2 separate regions of the Capsicum annuum genome follow, and region 1 is linked to region 2. The links are chromatin contacts, called in public Hi-C maps. All regions are on one chromosome and are shown on one strand. The core of a region is the stretch at or near the end of the contact, and the rest is flanking DNA. Distances in the headings are between cores, read along the strand shown. Region 1 overlaps LOC107838896 (protein NAR1). Region 2 has its middle 10 kb from the start of LOC124886891.

Region 1 (5,922 bases), core at 2,169-4,668, 88 kb after region 2:
CACCCATTGTTATTATTTGCAAGTTTTTGATGTTTCCCATGAATTGACAGTCTAATGGTATGATTTTTATATTTTCTTGAGAAATTGCAGCTGGGTATATACCCCATGATTTTAATCCTTGAGAAGTTAATAATTGAAATGTTTGAGCTATTGAAGTATATGAGTATGTTGAGATTATGAGCTAAATTGCTGAAATTTTCAGATTTCTACATGAGTTATGAATCTATATGCTATCTAATATGCATTTTGATGAGTTTTAACTTGAGATTGAATTATGGGTCATTAAGCCTTACTTGAGACTTGCAATTTTATGAACTATTGTGCTATAAGCACCCATGATTTGAGTATTTTAAGATTATTGAGAAATATTTTGACCTAATGGTCATAAAGTTTTGAAATCCACTCTACCACATGAGATTACAGATTTGATTGTTGGGTTCTTATGAACCATGAGATTATTTTGAAAGTGGATTTCCATGAGATGAGTGAGATAAACTAAAGGGATTATTATTTAGCACCGAGTTGGGTAAGTTACCATGGTTTCTTACCCCAGAACTATGTGCCACCGTAGGTTTGAGATTTTGGGCCTAAGGCCGAGATGATTGGGCTCAAGACTGAGATAAGTGATCACTGAGTTGAGGTTATACTCCTTGGCAAGAGTATGACGCCTCTCCCCAACGTGAGGTTTCTTCCTTAGGAGGACAAGACGTTGGAATCCATGTAGCTCGCATTGAGATAGAATATTTCCCCTAAAGCTTTGAGATGAGATATTTTTCTAAAATAAAGAATTACTTTTGAGTATTTTCCAAAGAAGGAAGTAGTTTTTCGTACTAACACGAGTTGATCACCAGTTGTTTAAACCAAAGTTACATGATTCCGAGTTCCAAGTGTTTAAGTTCAAAAGAGTTATAAGTTCTTGAGCATTAAAGAAGTTTTACTCTCCATGAGATATATGCATAAGTTAAAAGTATTGTTTAAATCTTTCTTTAGTCTTCGAGTAATGAGAATAAGAGAAGACTTCAGATTTTTAAAGCTAAATTATAATGACTCACGAGATTTGTGTTACATGCTTCAATCTACATGATTTATGAGCTTTACATTTTTACTTATTCAAGTCATGTGAGTCATTCCTAATTGCATACATTATTTGATTGAAGAGTATTGATACTGTTTTTACATAAATGCATACACCCCCACATACTCAGTACATTCCCAAGTGCTGATCCACATATACGTCTATGTGCTACATTGTCTTATAATGTAGGTTCAGGTGCTCATTCCCAGCCACATCAGTGATTTATGAGTACCTTTGTCTACATCTCCCCAATGGTGATTCCTCATGGTTCGAGGACCTATCTTCGGACATTTCAGTATTCGAGTTTTTATGCTATTACTTTTAGTTAAGTTTGAGTCAGGTGGGAACCTGTCCCAACGGCTCTCGATTCATGAAGTAGTTGAGGCATTGTCAGACTAGTTATCAGATTATGGTTGTGTTGAGATTTCTAGTTTTGTGGTCGTTTGGACCGAGTATTATCTTCGTATTTCCTTTCATTTGATATGATAGTGCCAGTGTTTTGTATATTCTTTCTAGAATGAGTTATTATGAGAAGTGTTAGGCTCAAAAGGTTAGCTTGGGGCTACTTATAGCCTTAAGCACCGTGTGACGTCGCGGGAGGTGATCTTGGGTCGTTACAAACTTGGTATCAGAATCTAAGGTTTTAAGGAGTCCTAGGGAGTCTGACAAGCCGCGTTAGGTAGAATCTTCATCATCGGTGTGTAGCGCGCCACATCTATGGAATGTTTGGACAGTAAGGGTACAGGGTTTAATAAATGTTGTATATACTTGCACAAATTTTCTCTGTAAAAGGTGTATTTATATGGTATATATACTGTATCAACATGATATAAAAGTGTATCAATCAAGTATAAAAGTGTATCAATGTGGTATAAAAGTGTATCAATGTGGTATCAAAGTGTATCAATGTAGTATAAAAGTGTATTAATGTGGTATAAAAGAGTACCAATTGGGTTTAGGAACTGCATGTCCTTGCATAGAATTTCCTTCCTCTTTTTAAAAAAGTGTATCAATATAAAATAAAAGTGTATTAATATGGTATAAAAGTGTATTAATTGATTATAGAGACTGCATGTGCCCAATAAAAAGGAAAATTATTTTAGCCGACTGATTACAGCATGTCCACCTTTTCAAATGTGGACCATTTTTTTTAAAATGATCATACCATGTCCTTTTCCCAAGTAAATACAACTTTGGCCCCAAGTTTAACGACTTATTGCCAAAAATATGACCTATATATAAACCCTTTCCCTTGTATTTGTAACCCACAAAAACATGAGGTAATAAGAAGAAGTTCTCCCTCTCTATATACTTTGTTATTTATTTTAATATTGGTTTTTTATTTTATAACAACATAATTTTACTGATTTACCTTTTATCTACTCCTTTGAAAAAATGGTACTTATAAACTTATTTAGGCTTTTAAAAATATTAATTATGGAGATAAAATAAGATTTTAATTAATTTTATCTTGATTTGATAAATGGACAAATAATTTGGGATACCTTCTTATAATAAGGTGGACAATTAATATGGGACAGAGTTTTTCCTATTTCCTAGAGTTCGTAACATGATTTTCTTCCATTTTTTATTAACGGGTTCAATTTTGGATATACTTCATTACTTCTTCCTTAAAAAGTACAAAGACAAAATTACACTTAGCGGGACGATCAAAACATAACATCATATACAAGACAACTACAAGCATACCACTATAAGACTGGAGTATCAGTTTTGCAAATCATAAGAGAAGACGACCTAAATTCTCTATGAACTGAGACATGAAGGTTCAAAAGTGCAACCAAGTAGAAGAACGTCCATGGCTTTTCAACAATGTGCAGACGCAAAATGAAACTTTTGGTGGAAAAATTACTTAGAATACTCGTCAGACAAAAGCGTTACTCAAGCGCAGGAACAAAAAAGGCCTAATCAAAGCTTAGTACAAGCACAATGTGTTTGACAAACTGTAAAGCTAACTGATTATAAGTAAGCAACGAGGAAAGAACAAAATCTATTAAGAAGAGAATAAATCAAGAATTGAACGAGAATCCAATATGTATTGTGACCTGCCAAAGCATTAAATAAAATTGAGCAACCACTTCTGAAGGCTCAACTCATTGAAGATTCTGTCAATTGACCTCTCCATGAACACATCTCCATGTTGTTGGATTTAACCATGTATACACATGAGACAAATCAATTTCGAGTCGATCCCGGAAATATTGATCAACCTGCCGCTGTTCACCTCATATATAACCTTGCCCAAGCCCACTACAACAACTATAGCAGCCCTGCCACCAATAAACAAAAGCAACTGATGCCGCTGAAGACTGATTTATTCACCTATAAACAATCTACTAAACCCGAACTTGCAAACCAGATATAACTACCTCATTAATAAATCAGTCACTAGCACCTCATCACATATTCATCAAATCTTTAATTTCAAGAATCTGCGGTTGCAGACACAAGCGTATCAAATAAAATTCCTAGAGATTGGAAATGCAGGTGCAGATCTAGCCAAGGGAGCGCAAATCAATATCAGAGGGTGGGGAGTAGGCAAAGTCAAAGTCCTTTTAGGACTCAGAAAAAATTTGGCCATATTGGTAAAGAACTAGGAGGAATAAGTTTGAACAAGCAAAGTCATCATCAAAGGCTCCTTCGGGAATCAACACCAACTTTGATCTAAATTGGTATTGAAATTGCACTAGTGGTGGCTGATTTTTTGTGACTTCTTTTTCAGCTTCAGAGTGAGAATTGGTGATGAGCGTGATGGTGTTTTGGACCAAATGAAGAGGCATAAGACTGGTGGGTGTTTTGGACCTTAATGGGGTAAGAAGTGCACCGGCACCTTGACTCCAAAGTCCAGCAATTTATCTCCTTTACAAAAGGAGGTGACCCAAATCAAGCAGGGACCACCAGTGCTTCAAAGCACCTACATTTTTTTTCAAAAATTTTGGCAAAACACCTTAACTTTCTAATCTAAAATAAACACTTTTGACTTCCCAGAGGCTTTCGCCAAACAGGCTATTACTTTGTATGTCAAGAAGATATGGGCCAGTGCAACTATTTGATATGGGAGCTTGTGCTCTTGCCTCTTAATGAGTAGGGCAAACCTCAAAACAAAGTTCATACCGTATAGCTAAACATTTAACCAAACAGCAGTGCCCAAACAAGAAATGAACATGTATGTGCTCGCGATGATATAAACTAGAACAAGGAAAGGCAGTGTATGAAAACAAATTACACTAAGATTCTGGTAATATTTACTATTGGGATAAAAAGTTGCCGCTCTTTTAACGAATACAAATTATTGGCATAAAAGTTGCCTCTCTTCTCCGAATACAAATTATGTGGCCAAAAAAAATAAAGATGGGGGATTGTGTAATATGACGTACAATACAACTCCTCCAATCCAGATGGGGAATAATGTTGCCATTGCACCCTAGACTATTGTGTAATTTGCAACACAAGTACAAACACAATCTATTTACAGAATGGGGTGAACACGTTCACTACCAAAATTGGACTCTCAAAATTGTGGAGCATGGCCACATGAACATAGACCATGAGCACTTTGGATCAATGCAGTGTAGCATCAAAACCCTCTTCAGATGATCTTGCAGAATAAAAACACCAGCGGGAAACACTGGGAACTTAACCAATCAGTAAAAAGCTGATATTTTGCATTTCCTACCAGTTGTGCAACTGTGAAGTGATACTTTTCACTACAGGATGATATTCGGTATGCAGGTACCTCTTTGCTTTCTCTGAACCAGGATGTTCAAGCCACTCATTGTATAGGCCTTCTATGATGGGATTGTTAAAAGGATCAGCAACCACAACCTGAAACATTAACAAAGAGCATTTGGAGCAATTTTCATAAGATCAGAAAGTTTACATGCAGGGAAAACGATACCATTTAATGTATAACTATTGATAAACAATGTATCCACACTATTATATGCAAAAACAAGGGTTGACTAAACTGTATTATTTACCAATTTTTCAGTTGTTCAAATCTATTCAAATTAGTTCTGTTAAGTATCCCACATCGGGAAAGGGATGGGTAATGGTCTGCTTATATGGACTTGGACAATCCTCCCCTCATGAGCTAGCTTTTGAGGTTGAGTTAGGCCCAAGGTCCATTTCTTTATCATGGTATCAGAGCCAGGCCCACCCAGTTCATTGTTTCCTATGTTGGGCCCCCCGTCTTATATTGTCCACGCTCCAAATGTCCAGCCTTGGGCGTGCGGGGGTGTTGGAGTCCCACATCGGTTCGTTAAAGGGTCCTTGGTCTCCTTATATGGTCTTGGGCAATCCTCCCCTCATGAGCTAGCTTTTGAGGTTGAGTTAGGCCCAAGGTTCATTTCTTTATCATGGTATCAAAGCAAGGCCCACCCAATTCATTTGTTTCCGATGTTGCGCCCCCCATCTTATATTCTCCACGCTCCAGATGTCCCATCCCTGGGTGTGCGTGGGGTGTTGGAGTCCCACATCGGTGGGTTAAAGGGTCCTTGGTCTCCTTATATGGTCTTGGGCAATCCTCCCCTCATGAGCTAGCTTTTGAGGTTGAATTAGGCCCAAGGTCCATTTCTCCATTTCTTTATTAAGTTCCAATCACTGTCAATCTAATTTCTAAAGTTCTTCATTCACAATTACCATCTTCAGTGTTGCTTCTGTGATGGTATCACCTCAGATTTTATGAAGAAGAAGGTGCTTTATGCGAGTTTTCTCCAGTTGAGTTATACTAATTTTTTTTATAATAATGAAATTGTTAGAAGGAAATGGTGCCCCTTTTGAAACTTCTTTGATCTAAAATGCTTGATTTTTAAAATTTGTAGAGG
Region 2 (6,328 bases), core at 2,815-5,314:
CAAAAGAATTATTTTATACTTAATACACATACACTTTTACATTATATTTATATCTCCTCCCTTATTGATAAGTTTAGTCTAGCCGGATATCACATTTATGGATCCTGAAGGGTGCCTAACCCCTTTCCCTTATTTATTATTCACATATGATAAATAAATAGGTTTTCTTATTTTCCATAAAATTAGGTGGCGACTCTATACAAATTTCAATTCTTTTAGAGTACATAACGTCATGTTTTGTTTAACCTCGACGAAAACAGCGCATGACAGATGAAACTACCAAACCTTCCTCTTAATTATTGGAGAGCTTAAGCCCTAATTAAAACTGTCTGTAGACTCGAGAAATCACTATTTGTTGATGCTTGTACAATACAACAAAGTAGAGTTTCCTACGCTAGATCTTAGTAGAGATGAACGCTACAAATGAATTATCGGAGAAAGTTGAGATTACTGATCCTATAAGGAAAATAAGCTCTCAACAAGTAGTTTATGATAGTTGACCATTATTTTGTAAGAAATGTTCTTCGTTTGGACATGTATATAGGCCTGAATAGACAGGAGAAACCATGTCCAAGGAAGGAGAAATCAGGAGATGAGTGGGTATTAAAGACAAGGAAAATTGGTTAAACAATGGATACCTACACATGCTACTGAGGATATAACTGTTCAACATATATCGATAAAATACTACCATGTTTGTTCCACAACTCAACCAAGTGTTAAACAAGGAGGTTGATAACTGCAAAGACAAACACACTACATAACAAGATGAGAATACCCCAGGAACCGTGAGCAACACTATCCAATTAGGTGAGGATCACAGGCATAGTGAAGTATTTTTTGCTGCTTTAGTTAAAATGGGCACAAAAATAGGTCCAACTGTGAAGATTACAAATGCTTTCTCTCCACTTTCAGAAAGTGTTGTTGGTATGCAGAGGATAGGTAAACCCCCTAAAGGAGCGAGTATATCTTTATGATGAACTGGTTGGTTGGAATGTGAAGGGCATGAACAACCCTTCAATCTTAAGGAGACCTTCAAGAATAAGAAGATGAGGAATCATCTGTTAAAGAATAAAATCTTCTTGGCTGGTCTTTTAGAAACTAAAGTAAAGGTTCATAACTTTAATAAATGCATCAACAATATTGCTAAAGGTGGGTTTTTGCTAATAATTACTTTGTGGCTGATATTGATTGAATTTGGGTATTGTGGAAATCAAATGTGATCTTTGAAGATCTTGGAAGTGGATAGCCAATTCATACACACCAGAGTAGCTGCTAAAAATTCTGATTTCTATTGTGAAATTACTGTCATCTATGCAAAAAATACAATTGAGGAGAGAAAGAAACTATGGCAAAGCCTAGGTAAAATAGGCAGTAACATTACAGATCCATGGTGTTTATGTAGGGACTTCAATGCTCCTTTATCTGATGCATATAGAACGGTGGCCAGTAGATCACTGATGCTAAAACTAAGGACTTACATCATGTTGTGGAGAACCTGAACCTTACTAATATGAAGTCTAGTGAAAGGAATTACACATGGACTAATGGCCATGTTTGGAGTAGAACAGACAAAGCTTTGTGAAATGTTGCTTGGGTGATAAATTATAGGGCCCTCACTACTCAATTTAGAGAAAATGGTTTATCTGACCACTTGTCTATACGTATAGAGCATCATATTACAGAAAGTGGGAACCAAAGACCTTTTAGGTTTCTTAATATTCTTGCAGATCATGATAAATTTCTACAGACTGTGGAGACCATTTGGGGACAGAATGTACAAGGAGGAAGGATGTACAGGGTTAGCAAAAGCTGACAAAGGAGCCTTTGAAATCTCTAATGTTTATATTTTGTTGTTAACACTGCAAGAAAAGTTGTGAACTAAGGATGTCCTCATTTAGTGGGGCATGCCTATAAATGTAGATTGTGTTTTGTATAGCTGTCAACCTAAGAACTTGCACCATCTTTTCTTTGGGTATACTTACTCTGCTGGGATGTTGGGGAGTTATTACTATGGTTCAAGTGGACTCGGAGAAGCAACGAACTTTGGAGTTATTACTCTGCTGGGATGTTGGGGAATTATTACAATACTAAAACAGATCACAACAAACTTTGGCTCATCTGGCCACTCGAGTTAGAAGCAACGCCAATTTTTTTTGTAGGAGATGCAGTTTTCTAGTCTTTTGTTGATATTGAGATGAACTAGTCAATTTTTTTATTAGCTCTGATATGTAATGCTTTACTGGTGAGTAATAAAATGAATGTTTATTGTCAAGATACTTTTGTCATGCTTTCTATAGTAATTTGCTATGCCTTCTATACTTCTATTATTTTTTTTTTCAACCTGCTTTGAAATAATTCTTTTTGAACTGAAGGTCTATTGAAAACAATTTCTATTTTCTAAAAAGGGGTAAGATTTATGTATATTTTATTATAATAAAGTCTCACTTGTGAAATTTCTCTAAATATGTTAGCATTGTTATTGCTTCAAACATAAAATAGGGGTTATATGAATCTTTTATATTAGTTCCATCCTATTTAAGTTATTTCGTTCCACGCTAAATAATTTTTTTTTTAAAATAAAAAATTAGTCCTCCAAAACTAAAAGTTTTGTAAATTTTATATTTATTTCTATATAGACATTCAAGTCTTTAAACAGAATTAAAGAAATAAAAAATCTTGAAAAATACAAATATTTAATAGGGTGTAACAACGATGACTAAAAGGAGTTTCAATTGGTTGGAATATATAAATTCTTTACTTCCATCATGTTATATTTTGATCTATACATCATTGATTTTAGAACCCTAAATAAGGAGGAAACAATAGGATTTTAACCCGATTTAATTTAACAGAAATTCTATCATGATAATAATATTTTAAAATAAAATAAATATTGGATATGTATCTACTCGTGATCTATGTTTTCGTTTCCTTCCAATCAAGACTTTATCATACATGTAACAATTTAATAAAGCGTGATAATTTTTTTTCACTTTCTATAATCAGTTTGTTCACTTTCGTCAACAAGAATAATCATGCATTTTCCTCCAAGAATTTTTCTTCTTATTTTATCCTCTCCAAACCGTATGTTAGCATCATAATGGAGTAATTTTTGATGGGATTGTCTTAAATTTCTACTATAGTAGAACTATATAAGTGTGAGAAATGTTGACACCAAATTTTTGTCCTCCATAATTAAGTTTAATTTCGAGTTTCTTCTATTTTAAAATAAAATTTCAATTTTTATTTTTTTCGAATAAAAAGCTTTTCAAAATATTTGTTTGGGTGGATCTGTCATTTTAAGTAACGATTATATATTATCATATTCAATTATACAAAATTTTATCATTTTTGTTACTTAGATATTTATTTTACAAAATCTCAGATCTTAATCAGGGCTTATCTTGAAAATAAATTCCAAAGATTAAAATCTTGATTTAAACATAATTGATTCACAAAAATAATTCATTTGGATAAATATGTGTTTGATTTTATTAAATCAAGAAATTCGGGATTAAACAAGGTGTTAATTCATATCGAATTTCGATTCAATTTAGTCAATTTTTTAAATTTGGACCTTCATTGAAATTAATCCGACCATAATTGCAATGCAATTGGTCGATTGAGTTTTAATTAGGCCAAAGTTTAAATAAAATTGTCTAAGCTTTCCTTTTTTGACTATTTAATAAAGGAAAAATATATATAAAGTAGCATATTTAAGTATTCAATTACAAAAAATAACAATATTTTTATTAAATTATATTTTGAAGCATATGTATTTGTATGTATTTGTATTTTTGTAGCAACAGTTTGTAAAAATACAAAATATATATCGATCATAAGAGCAGTAAAAATCACATATATTTGTATTTTTGTAGTAACAGTTTGCAAAAATAGAAAATATAACTTACTAAATTATGTAATTATGAAACTGATGCTGTGAAACTCATAATTAAGGGGATAAGAATTTTGCCCAATAATAAATAGCCTATTCTACCCAATACCCAAAACAATTCCCCAGCAGCCCATTCCAATTATACACTACCCAGGCCCACTCCAACAAACAACAAACCAGCCAATCCTTCTTTTAAATTACCTCAGCCCAATCTCCCAAACTGACCTGACCCAACATTCTATCCTCTTCTTCATCAAGGACAAAACACCACAACCATTTCAATATCAGTATACAACCCACGACCTTCAACAACCTTCAAAAAACAGCAATAACATCAACAACCAGCAACGCCGAAAAGAATCATCAACTCTGACCCGTCATTGACCCGTGACCCATGACCCATGACCCGAAACCACGTACAAACAACCACCTCAATGATCCAGAAATCAAACTCGCTTCTCCTTGCCTTTGTTTCTCGTCACGTGCAAGGCACGAGAGTCTTAACCCAGAGGTTCTAGAAACCGTGATGTGGTGAGTTTCAATTGCTTTACCATCTTCTCTCTCTCAAAATTTGTACTAATTCCAATAGCTCAGCATAAAATCATTGCAAATTTGCACGATGTCCGTACGATTCTACAACTCATCCCCATCCCCCTTTTTAAATTTCAAATTTTCCCTTTGAGAATTCCAAATATACCCCCCAAAATTCTCGGATCCCACACCGCTTGAAGCCCTAAAAGGAACTCTAGCTTATTCTCTATAAAAAGGCTAGTTTTAGGAGCAAAGAGGGGTGGGGAATTCTGGGAGAAGACGGAATAGATAACTTTTCTTTAGTATAAATTCTTGTGTTTAAGAAAGGTCGACGATTGCTCGGAGATTTCTTTTTCTTGGTCAATATCATCAAGAAAAGAGAGATGAAGTCATATTCATTTTGCTCTCGAAAGCAAGGCGGAAGGATGGAGTAGAGTATTACTATGGTCTACCTCTATCTTTCGAGAGCCTACTGCCAAGGTCCTGTTTTGGAACGTTTGGGATTTTTAAATGCATTCTTGCCCTTGTTTTGTCGGGTTTGATTATAATATAGTAGTTGCCTTAAGTACCAAAGCCCTTGCTATCACAACCACTTGACTTGGTGGCTATAGCATTTCGAGTCCAAGAAAGGAAAGTTTGGTTGTTCATCAATATTTACTACTTGATTCTTGAAGTTTTGGCTGTGCATTGGTAGTTCCTACTGGTTTCTTCTTGAATGCAGTTTTTGATATAGAGGATTCTTTCTCAAAAGGTAGCCTTTTAAGTTTCTGATAATATCCCTTTAGGCATGCCAATATCTTTGTAAAATTCCGGTCTAGAAATTGATTCATTTTCTGGTTTCCTTTATTGCTTCGATAGCGGCCAATTTTCGTGTTAATGTTCTGCCCTTACGAGCATATCTCCTTGTTTGTTAATCGACTTTTATTTATTGAAGATCCATGTTATGTCTCTCTCTTTAGTCGATTACTTATCAGTTTTCCTTTATATTTTTTTTATTCGGTTGATCGCCTAATGATTAGTTTAATTCTCATATCTTGATTATGTCTGTTGTTCGAGTTGACATGTGTGTCTTACTACTTCCGGCTGTCCCTTGACTATTTGTTTGGATCTCTGTTGCTTTGCTTATGTAGTTAATATGTATAAATTTTCTTCACATTTGCTTGCCTCCTCCGGTTGATCATGTATTAGCCATTCTAGTTTCCTACTTCGGCTGAGCATGCATTGATTCCCTTTACTCTCCCTTTTTCCCTACCTTTGCCGAATATATCTTAATGTGTTTTATTTTCTTTCTTTGCTGGAAATCATTTGAGTCCTATATGGGCTCGTCCCTTTTTGCATATCTATCATGGCCAATGAGGCCTATTTTTCGAGTCAAGCCCAAAGGAGGGTTTAAAGTCGAATTACACATGGATGCAAGGAGATGAAAGAACAAGAAGGGATTAAAGCCCATATTTGATGCGGCTAAGAGACTTAAAAGTTTCATTTATTTGCTTGTTTATTTACTTATTGTTGTCTCATGTATTTATTTATTTATTTGTTATGGTATTTCTTTATTTTATTATTCATTCATTTGGGTCTTGAAGCCAAAGTTGTAAATTTAATACAGGTGAAGCAAATTTTAAGCCAAAAAGGCTCAAAAATGTAGAATTAGGACAGATGAAAATGGATCGAAAGCCCAATTAGATTATGATATGTTTCGTTGATTTGGGCCTAATAACCTAAATCTTTTATTTTCTCTCCTTTTCCTTTTATGTGGTTATTTGTCTTTCATTTATTTAGACTTAGTTAAAAAAACCCTACTAAGTCGTCAGAACTTACTTTTACCACAAATCGTTTTTCTAAAATCCATCACTTTTCCACATATCAATCTTTTTAAATTAGTCAAAAATTATTTTCAAA

Evidence for each region. A called contact is a pair of places that touch in the nucleus more often than the background predicts.
Region 1: a contact with region 2 is called in a Hi-C map of bud, with 2.3 times the contacts expected there. The contact joins two enhancer-like sites. A contact is called at or near these places in 2 of 5 Hi-C or Micro-C datasets (bud and placenta).

What each region holds. Positions count from the first base shown.
Region 1 is chr8:90,935,988-90,941,909 of UCD10Xv1.1, forward strand. It overlaps LOC107838896 (protein NAR1), which reads right to left. Exons shown (of 12, transcript XM_016682142.2): 11 at 4,833-4,921; 12 at 2,974-3,366. The coding sequence ends at 3,246. Among protein-coding and RNA genes, the nearest start is that of LOC107838896, 11 kb to the right of the region's middle. Within about 2 kb of position 3,419, at least 4 of the 5 cell types and tissues checked have an H3K27ac peak or open chromatin away from gene starts, as enhancers often do. A contact at or near this core is called in bud, where this site is marked.
Region 2 is chr8:90,847,502-90,853,829 of UCD10Xv1.1, forward strand. No RefSeq gene overlaps it. Among protein-coding and RNA genes, the nearest start is that of LOC124886891, 10 kb to the right of the region's middle. Within about 2 kb of position 4,065, at least 5 of the 5 cell types and tissues checked have an H3K27ac peak or open chromatin away from gene starts, as enhancers often do. A contact at or near this core is called in bud, where this site is marked.